Regions from separate parts of the Salmo salar genome. Here region 1 is linked to region 2. The links are chromatin contacts, called in public Hi-C maps. All regions are on one chromosome and are shown on one strand. Each heading gives the region's core, a stretch centred on a gene start, on an enhancer-like site or on the middle of the called end of the contact. The rest is flanking DNA. Distances are from core to core; before and after follow the strand shown. Region 1 overlaps LOC106590114 (sickle tail protein homolog). Region 2 overlaps LOC106590114 (sickle tail protein homolog).

Evidence for each region. Hi-C and Micro-C count contacts between places; a contact is called where the count stands out from the background.
Region 1: a contact with region 2 is called in a Hi-C map of muscle, with 5 times the contacts expected there. The contact joins two enhancer-like sites. A contact is called at or near these places in 2 of 3 Hi-C or Micro-C datasets (gill and muscle).

Annotation. Positions count from the first base shown.
Region 1 is chrssa29:10,567,676-10,572,627 of Ssal_v3.1, forward strand. LOC106590114 (sickle tail protein homolog) reads left to right here. Exons shown (of 22, transcript XM_014180705.2): 8 at 422-526; 9 at 1,044-1,093; 10 at 3,591-3,751; 11 at 4,071-4,246. Among protein-coding and RNA genes, the nearest start is that of LOC106590116, 17 kb to the right of the region's middle. Within about 2 kb of position 2,441, at least 1 of the 13 cell types and tissues checked has an H3K27ac peak or open chromatin away from gene starts, as enhancers often do. A contact at or near this core is called in muscle, where this site is marked.
Region 2 is chrssa29:10,404,568-10,409,422 of Ssal_v3.1, forward strand. All of the region lies in intron 1 of LOC106590114 (sickle tail protein homolog), which reads left to right. Among protein-coding and RNA genes, the nearest start is that of LOC106590114, 37 kb to the left of the region's middle. Within about 2 kb of position 1,919, at least 1 of the 13 cell types and tissues checked has an H3K27ac peak or open chromatin away from gene starts, as enhancers often do. A contact at or near this core is called in muscle, where this site is marked.

The sequences.
Region 1 (4,952 bases), core at 1,191-3,690, 160 kb after region 2:
CTTAAGTGGTCGAGGTTATTAGACCATGTTAGCTGGAATATATTGTTTACTTGTGCCTTAGCACGGTAGTTTGACAGCTTGGAACACTTACAGTTATTGCTTTAACAGTGTGTTTAACTGTTGTTTATATAGCAGAAACCCCATCTACTTGACAAATCAATAAATTATTCATAAAGATATTCATAAATGTTCTAAGATAGAAAATATTCTCCAAATCCTATACTTGACCCACTCTATGTTTTAATGTTATATCGCTAAATTGATCGCTAAGCAAACACATCTGGCATGAAAACAATTCCGGTAGTATTTAGGAAGTAACTCCCAACTTAAGAAGTACTCCTAACGTAAATATTAGAAATGCCACCTTTAACGCCTAGTTAGCCCCAGTGTTAAAAGCTTGATTTTCTGATGTTTCCTGCAGAAAGCGAATGAAGGCTATGGAGCAACAGATTGCCAGCTTGACTGGTCTTGTTCAGCATGCACTTTTAAAGTCCCCAAACACTAGTGGCACCAACGAGGCTCTCAGGTAAGCAAGAAGATGAAGAAGTGAGGCAGCGTGGGACATTGAGTTCTCAGAGATAAGCCCAGGTTGCCCCAGCCAATGTGGACAAAGATAATAACAGATAAACTAGCTCTCAATTTTACCAGCCTAGGTAAACAGAACATTGTCGAGGGGAAATAGTGTGGACGAGGGTTCTGATATTGACATGCTGCAGTTATCTTTGCATTTCAACCTACTCTGTGGAGATCTTGTGCTACTGTGTTTGCTTGAGTTTCCAATCATCAATCTCAATGTGGGCACCATGATTGGAATGAAAATGGGATGGCTTACTATGGGAACAGACTGCTCCTAACAGTCATCATGTTAACCTGTCCGTCTATGTCAGTCTGTCCAACCATACTGTATGGCTGTCTGTACGTCTACAATGCTTTTACTAATATATGTCAACCCTAACTCCAGGACAGTTCCCAGGGTTTTGCATTAATTCTCTTCTATTGTGATTCAACAGAATTAATGTCTCTTTCTCTCTGTGTGTGCGTAGTGAACGACCCACGAAGACATCAAGGCAAGCGTCTCCGGTTCATAGTGCAGGTCAGGAGGACCATTATTACCCTTCTGCATGTATCACATTATGGTTTGCGTCCCAAAATAGCACCATATTCCCTATATAGTTCACTACTTTTGACTAGAGCCCTATGGGCCCTGGCCAAAAGTAGTGTACTATATAGGGAATAGGGTTCCAGTTGGGACGCAAAGTAGTCTACTATATAGGGAATAGGGTTCCAGTTGGGACGCAACCATGATCTACTTAGAGGTACAGTTCTCTGTTGCATATCCCTCAACTTTCCCCCAGGATGCATTGCATAGACAAGTCTCTTAATGTCACTCAACACAGTCTGCCATATGCTCTCCCCTACTGCCCCACTAAAACACCCAGTCAGTAAGACAGGCGTCTTTGCTTTTCGCCGACTCATATTCCCCTCAAATCCTCTCTCGTCATCCACTCTAGGTGGGGGATGGAGGCAAAAAAGCTACTAACTGAATATGCGCTGCTGAAAGCATTAGTTAGAACAAGAGAGATGTATTATTTCTCGATCCCGCAAAGATGATTCAATCTTGTCTAGCTAGCGGTCAGGGTAGATGAGAGTTCGATAAAAGAAATGCAATCTCGAGGGCGGCGGGAATGAAAACAGAGTGGTATTTATGCGGCTGCTGTCAAAGCAACTCCTCACATCTTTGGGTTTCTTCGTCTTCTTCTTCTTACAGGTTTCCCTTTGCGTATTGTTCCCATTCATCATACACAGAACATGAAGAATTGACTGTGGCTCATAATTCTGATTCCTCAGATATTTCCTTGTTGTTATTTCATAAGCTATCCCCATCACAAGAGCATCCTCTCGGTCTCCAAACAGTGGATGGATCCTAAATGGCACCCTATTCCCTGTATGGTGCACTATTTTTTGACCATATAAAGGGGTGCCATTTGGGACACAGACAGTGTGACACACTTGAGCAGCATTCATCTGAACCTGCACTTCAGGTCTGTGCAGCTGTCATTCCCTATGAGAGGACTATGTGGTGAATGTTGGAGGGGGATTACAAAGTTCACAATAGCACTGTGTTCTCTAGCCCCACTGCAGGGCTCTACTGTGGTTGTGTCCCAATTGGCACCAAATTCCCATTATAGTGCACTACTTTTGATGGGCCCCGGTCAGAAGTACTGCACTATATAGGGAATAGGGCAGCATTTGGGACGCAGACCTACTCTGTGTTGAAGGAGTGCTCTCTTGCTCGCTCTCTCTCTCTCATTCAAGTCAGAACATTCTACTCTCTCATTGTTCTGACACTTTGCAGGGACTTGTTCTCTTCCGCTAAGGGACTTGAGTGGCTTAGTGACACTGTGCCACTCCCACCTGTTGACAACAAGCGCCCCAGAGACAGAACTCAACCTCAGGGTCAGGTTTCAAAGGTCATAGGTCATACTACTCCATTCTGAATGGGAGAAACAGTGTAATTGAATTCAACTTCAGTTACTGTCAATACAGACTGCAGTTGGCATGGCTTGTCAAGAGTCATTCTGTCGTCAGTCTCCAAAGCCAGAGGACATTACGTCTGGTGGTTGTTTTCGACAGCAGACAAACCCGTCTCCTGTCTCTTATTTCTCCCAATGCTTGCATCCCAAATTGCTCCCTATACAGTACATTACTTTTGACCAGAGTTTGATGGGGCCTGGTCAAAAGTAGTGCACTACATAGGGAATAGGGTTCCACTTGGGATGTAGTCATGGTGAGGTTGGCGGTCGGCAGTCTATTTCAGTCAGCACTGCCAATGTAAGTACCCGTGTGCTCCTGTGGGCAGCGGGGGAGACGCCTAGGGAAGCACAGGCCCTCATTACTTAACATTAGGAATATTAAATCAGGAACCAACGCAGCTGTGGAGAATGTGTTTGGAAATGAGCAAGGCGAGCGAGGCGAGCGCTGGGCTGTGGCCAGGCCAATGCAATCACAGAGGTTGCATCTCAAATGGCACCCTATTCCCTATATAGTGCACCACTTTGTATTGCCACCTTCCCTATGGGCCTTGGCCATACGTAGTGCACTACATAGGGAACAGGGTAGCATTTGGGACGCACACGGACACAAGGCAGAACGTGAAAAGGAGGGGAGAAAACATGAATACATTACACCACCCATTCAATCTCACAGGAGACATTTTGCTTTTTACGTGCATGTGCACATTTGACTGTGGGGTATTTCATTTGCGGTAAATAAGGGAGTTATGTATTGCGTGCTTCCTCCAAAATCTGTAGGGTTTCCATCACATTGTGAAAGGGATTTTTGTACTTGTGAATGAACCTCTACAGCATAGCCTACAATATGAATAATTAAATGCTATGGGTTAATATGTTTTCCCATATTTTTAAATGTATTCTTCTAAATCAGTTTTTATACAGCTAGATAAAGCATGTTTGTGGCAAGTGAGCCCTCTATCCAAATCTATATTTTCTTTCCAGTTTTGTTATCACAAGTGAGGAACTGACTAGCTTGTAGTGGTTTTAAATGTGGCTATTTGATTTGATCTTATTCAGGAGGTTCCCCTGTCCTGGCACCCAAAAGTGCCACGCCCCCCTCTGAGAGTGGCTCCACCCCCATGCTCCCAGGCTCCACCCCCTTCCAGAACAACCTGCTCCAGTGCAAGAAGAACGTCTCGGACCTTCGGCTGCAGCTCCATCAGATGAGACAGCTGCAGGTAACGCCACCAATGCTGTATCTATTCGTAGGATTATGTTTCCCCTAGACACTGATCTTGGGTCAGTTTAGCATTTTCCCCACTTATGGTTAAGGTTAGGATTGGTAGGAGGGAAAGCTGATCCTAGATCTGTACCGAGGGGGAAAAAAATCACCCGGGGAGCCCCTATCTACTGTTATTGGTTATCAATTTGATATCAGCTGTCAAGCGTTGCTTCCCAGCCATTCAACTACTGTCTATCAGCTACTTTTCAACCCCCTCTATCTGGATTGGCTAAGAAACACAAAACTCAGCGTGTGTGTATGTGTGTGTTACCTAGCTCCAGAACCAGGAGGCTCTGCGTGTGCAGCTGAAGCGGGCTGAGCAGGAGATCAGTTTGAAACTGGCGGAGGCCATGAGACGTCTGGAGGACCCGGTCCAAAGACAGAGAGTCCTGGTGGAGGAGGACAGACACAAGTACCTGGGCTTGGAGGAGAGGGTGTTCAACCAACTAGGGTAAGAGTGGGGGGGGGGGCAGTGTAGCAACTCATGTAGGTCCCTCCCTGTTTCGGCCCGTTTCGTTTGGTTGCTAGTGTACACGACCCAGGTGTTACTGACTAACTTCAAGTACACACCTTCCAAACATAGCTCACAGGTACCGGTAGGCCATGTCTGTCTCTCATTCAAGCCCAGAAATCACTGAAGTATAGAACCAGGCAGCCTGGGCAGGCAATTATTCACAGCATACTCTTAATTTAATTCACTCGTCGTGGTTTGCCAATTGGGAACGGTAATTGAATCCTTTTAATTCTGATATTTAACCGGCAAGGTCATAGCACTGCCTGGGTAGAAAGCGGTAAACATATGCCCCGATAAACATCACGATAGGAGCATTTCCTGAACGTTGGTTTTCTGGGATAATCAGGCAGGCGCAGGGCGCTGGATTCAGCTGTGTTTTCCTTGGCGCAGTGCCAGGTCTTACTCAGCAAAGGCCTGCCGTAGTGTTTTAAATATGGCTCGTTAATGAGCTCTGCTTGGCTGAAGCGCTGTGTGCGTGACAGGGAATGTGGTGTGAAAAGACGTAGCCTTCTCCTCCGGATAGAAACGCAATTTAATACAACCTGGGAGAGTGTCTGCTGAGGGTTCTAAAAATACTCTGAGAGGAAGTGAGGCGACAAACGACCAAGGTTTATCACTGTTACAACTACTGCAGCAATCCAAG
Region 2 (4,855 bases), core at 669-3,168:
TTTGCTATTGAGGACCATAAGTAAAAAAAAATATATGTATATTTTTTTTTTAAACTTCTTGACAAGATTTGGAGCCACTTGATATGTACCTTTGATGAACATTTGCTGGCTATTATGTTTCTTTCTCCTGACTTGAACTTTATAAGTATGTAAATATATTCATGTTTTTGGTCTGGCATGAGAGAAAAGCATGTGCCAACAGAGCTGCACCAGTGCCAAATCCATAGTGGGACACACACACACACAGACACACACATACTCGCACAAACTTACACAACTGCTCCCCGGGTGCTGATGACGTAGACTTTAAGGCAGCCACCAGCACCACTGATTCAAACACATTTCAGTTGAATGCGTTGTTGTGCAACTGACTAGGTATCCCGCTTTCCCTTTCATCCCGAGCTGATTCTACAGCCTCATCCCATTGATGTGGCAGAGTAATAGAATATTGTTTACTGAGCAGCTGAATACATTTGTGTCTACTGGGTTTACTAAATCCAGTCTAAATCCTGGTTTTGCGTGCTAAATGGCACCCTAGTCCCTACATAGTGCACTACTATTTACCAAAGCCCTATTGGCCTTGGTCAAAGGTAGTGAGTAAGGTGCCATTTGGGATGCACACCAGATCCTGATTCGTCTTCAGACATTCCCTCCTTTCACTCTTTTTGTTGTCCTGCCTGAACAGCAACAGAGAAATAGGTCAGGGATAGAGTGGGGATAATTATACACACAAGCTGTATTTCATACAAATGTGATCAAAGCATCAAAACAATAACAATTATCACTTGACAACATAATTAAGAAATTGTTTGCTATGTCACCTTGACCAGTTAGCATTCCTGTTATGCGATTGTAATTAAACTGACAGACTTACAATTTACACTGAATATGTCACGTCCTGACCATTGAGTGCTCTTATTTTCTATGGTAGAGTAGGTCAGGGCGTGACTGGGGGGTTTTATCTAGTTGAATTTTTCTATGTTGTGTTCTAGTTTCTTTTTTCTATGTTGTTTTTTTTGTATGATTCCCAGTTAGAGGCAGCTGGTCATCGTTGTCTCTAATTGGGGATCATATTTAAGTAGTTGTTTTTCCCACCTGTGTTTGTGGGAGATTATTTTGAGTTAGTGCAAGTTGCACCTCTGTTGTCACGGTTTGTTGTTGTTGTTGTTGTTTGTTGTTTGTTTATAGTTTGTTTGGCCAAGTTTCACAATATAATAAAGATGTGGAGCGATACGCATGCTGCGCCTTGGTCCGTTCCTACACACAGGCATGACAGAATAAAAATATAAACGCAACGTTTCAATTTCAAAGATTTTACTGAGGTACATTGCCTCAAGTGGATGCAGAAATTCTTTGGTTGTGCAAACCCACAATTTCATCAGCTGTCCAGGTGGCTGGTCTCAGACGATCCTGCAGGTGAAGAATGATGGACATTCCTGCAGTCAGCATGCCAATTCCACACTCTCTCAAAACGTGAGACATTTGTGGCATTGTGTTGTGTGAAAACTGCACATCAGGGAGTGTCTTTTTATTTTCTCCAGCACAAGGTGCACCTGTGTAATGATCATGCTTTTTAATCAGCTTCATGATATGCCACACATGTCAGGTGGATGGATTTATCTTGGCAAAGGAGAAAAGCTCACTAACTGGGATGTAAACACATTTGTGCACAACATTTCAGAGAAATAAGCATTTTGTACAAAGGAACATTTCTGGGATATTTAATTTCAGCTCATGAAACATGGGACCAACACTTTTCATATTGCATGTTACTTATGTTACTTACAATTCTAACAGTTTTAATGGAGAGGTTTTGGGAGTGAAACTCCCAGTGGAAGTCTGGAAGTCTGTGTGTGTGTGTGTGTGTGTGTGTGTGTGTGTCATGAGTTCAGTCACGTGTTTTACTGGGAACTTGTGTGAGCCACTCCTCCTCCTTAGTTTGTGGTGCTGCTATCTTCTGGCTGCTGTTCCCACCAAGAAGCTGCTGCTCTTAGGCTTGGCCAAGAGCCTCCACCCTGCTCTCTCGCTCTCCCTCCCTCTCTCCCTCTCTTTCTCTCTCCCCATATCTCTCTCTCTCTTGCTCTTTCTCCCCCCCATATATCTCTCATGCTCTCTCTCACACTCTCCCTCTCCCCATATATCTCTTTCCATCTCTCTCTCTTCTCTCCCTCTCTCTCTCTCTGGGCAGCCAGTCAGGGATCTTAAAATCAATAAGCCATGAAGATACTGACGGAGGCTCTTATTTACATCGCCTGTGAACGTGCTGCGGTTTCTCTCTCCCTCTTTCTCTCTCGCTTTTTCTCTTTCTCTCCCTTAAATGCCACACAGTTTACAGGACCAGGGGCTATGTTCATCTGTCAGATACAGTTTGCCTAATAAAGACTAACACAACAAATACCCAGTGATAAAACATGCAGACAAATTGTTCCACTAGCAGACAAAATAGTTGACATGACTCACACAGACTTACAGCCCCTGAAGAACATCAATACTTTAGCTCCCCATTGAATTTAAGGGACTGAATCTTTCCGGGAACATAGATTCACTATGTATGCCTTCACTCCTTTTGTACTAAACGTCAACCCAATTACGGCCAAAATAAAGCCAAGTACCTGTACTGTAGAACATTGTCTACACTATCCCGTTTGTGGTTCATGTCCATAAATGTGTGTCTAGGCCTGTTGTAGCACAGGAGGAATATGCCATAAGGCCACATGGGGGCCTCAGAGACAGGCCATGGGAAGAGGCTGCCGGACTGCTTCTGTTTTATCCAGAGTGTTATACAGAGCCTGTAGCCTTGTATAGTTCTGAAGATGGCTTTGTGAAAACAGTAGACATGAAATCTTCCAAATACTGTGTTTTTATTAAGATAAGATCACTTATTGGTCAATTGCACCCAAGGTCCAACCGAAATTAGACTTTTGCTTTTAACCCAACCTATCAAAAAGACACATACATACGCATACAACTCAGTTTATTAGATACACCACCCCGTTCACGAAAATGGTTCCCTCCTACAGACAGTGAGTCATGTGGCCATGGCTTGCTTTATAAAGCAGGCAGACAGGCATCGAGGCATTCAGTTACTGTTCGATTTAATGTTAAAATGGCCAAAATTGAGTGACCTAAGCAACATTGAGCGTGGTATGATCGTCGTTGCCAGGTGCGCCGGTTCCAGTTTCTCAGAAACGGCCAGCCTCCTGGGCTTTTCACGCACGATAGTGTCTAGGGTTTACCGAGAATGGCGTGATAAAAACATCCAGTCAGTGGCAGTCATGTGGGTGAAAACAGCTCGTTGATGAGAGGCTGAAGGAGAGGTGGGGGGTTAAATGCCGTGGACATGGCAGGCAATGGCATTTAGGATTTGATACCATCAACCCTCAACCATCTGCATGCCTGGTTGTGTGTGGGTTTTGCAGGTTTGGGAATATTATTTTGGTCAATTAAGCCAGGCAAGCTCAATCAGGCATAGATTGAGTATTTGAAATGTCTTAAAATTGAATGGAATCCAGATCTGGAAAAGAGAGCCATACCAAACCATATGTATCCCCCTGCCTCTGTCAAGGCTCCCTTACTGCTTATAATTGTCACGTCCTGACCATAGAAAGCTTTTATTTTCTATGGTAGAGTAGGTCAGGGCGTGACAGGGTGTTTTGTCTCATTTATTTATGTCTGTTGGTTCTAGTTTCTTTTTTCTATGTTGGGGGTTTTCTCTAGTTTATGTATTTCTATGTGGGGTTCTAGTTTCTGTATTTCTATGTTGGGGTTTTTGGGATCTCCAATTAGAGGCAGCTGGTCATCGTTGTCTCTAATTGGGGATCATATTTAAGTTGTTGTTTTTCTCACTAGGTTTTGTGGGAGATTATTTTGAGTAAGTGTATGTTGCACATCTTCGTCACGGTTTCTTGTTTAGTTTATTTGTTTATTTGTATGTCTTGCATAGTTTCACAGTTTAAATAAAATGTGTAACGATACACACGCTGCGCTTTGGTCCCATTCTTCAGACAGACGTGACAATAATTTCACAATATCTTGATGCATTCGGACTGTTTTGTGGCATTGATTGTGAAGGAACTTTCTCAATTTGGGTTATTTTGCGAATGATTCGTTCGTTGGTATTTTGAAGCGATACATTCTGTTATTATTAATTTCCCTTTTCCAAATTCTATGGGAATCTTCTTGACATAAGCAATATCTTGAACTCATAATTGCGGATGGGATCTCATCAAATGAAGGCTATGCCTGCGTCCCAATTTCCAAATGGCACACTATTTCCTACATAGTGCAGTAGGCTCCGTGCAGGGCTCTGGTCAAAAGTAGTGCACTATATAGTGAATAGGGTGCCGTTTGGGACACAACCTATGACTTAATTCCTGGATGGCTGTGGTATTTTACTGTCCTCTGAATGAACCGGATCATTCGCCAGCAACAACAACATCTAGTGTCGTCATCCTCCAGTTTAGATTTAGGAGACTTATTAATAGGAAATTAATAATAACAGAATGTATCGCTTCAAAATACCAACGAACGAATCAGCGATAATTATTCAAGCATGATTCACTACAATGCATTTTTTTTACTTTCAGTGTAAACCTTGTTTTAAGAGTAAACCTTGTAAGAGGGATTTGAAGTGTATACCTTGTTTTAGACTATTGACATGCTTTTGATCTTGCCCATTATCTACATCTACAGGTGATCATTTGTGACGCTTGGCAATTAGAAATCAAATTACACAAGGGGTCCCTCAGGGCTCTATTCTGAGGCCACTCCTGTGAGCTGAGGACGAGCGAGGTGTGACTGTGTTAAGATTAATAGTCTCCGACTGTCTTAGGGGTCGTCTGGAGGCTCCATTCAT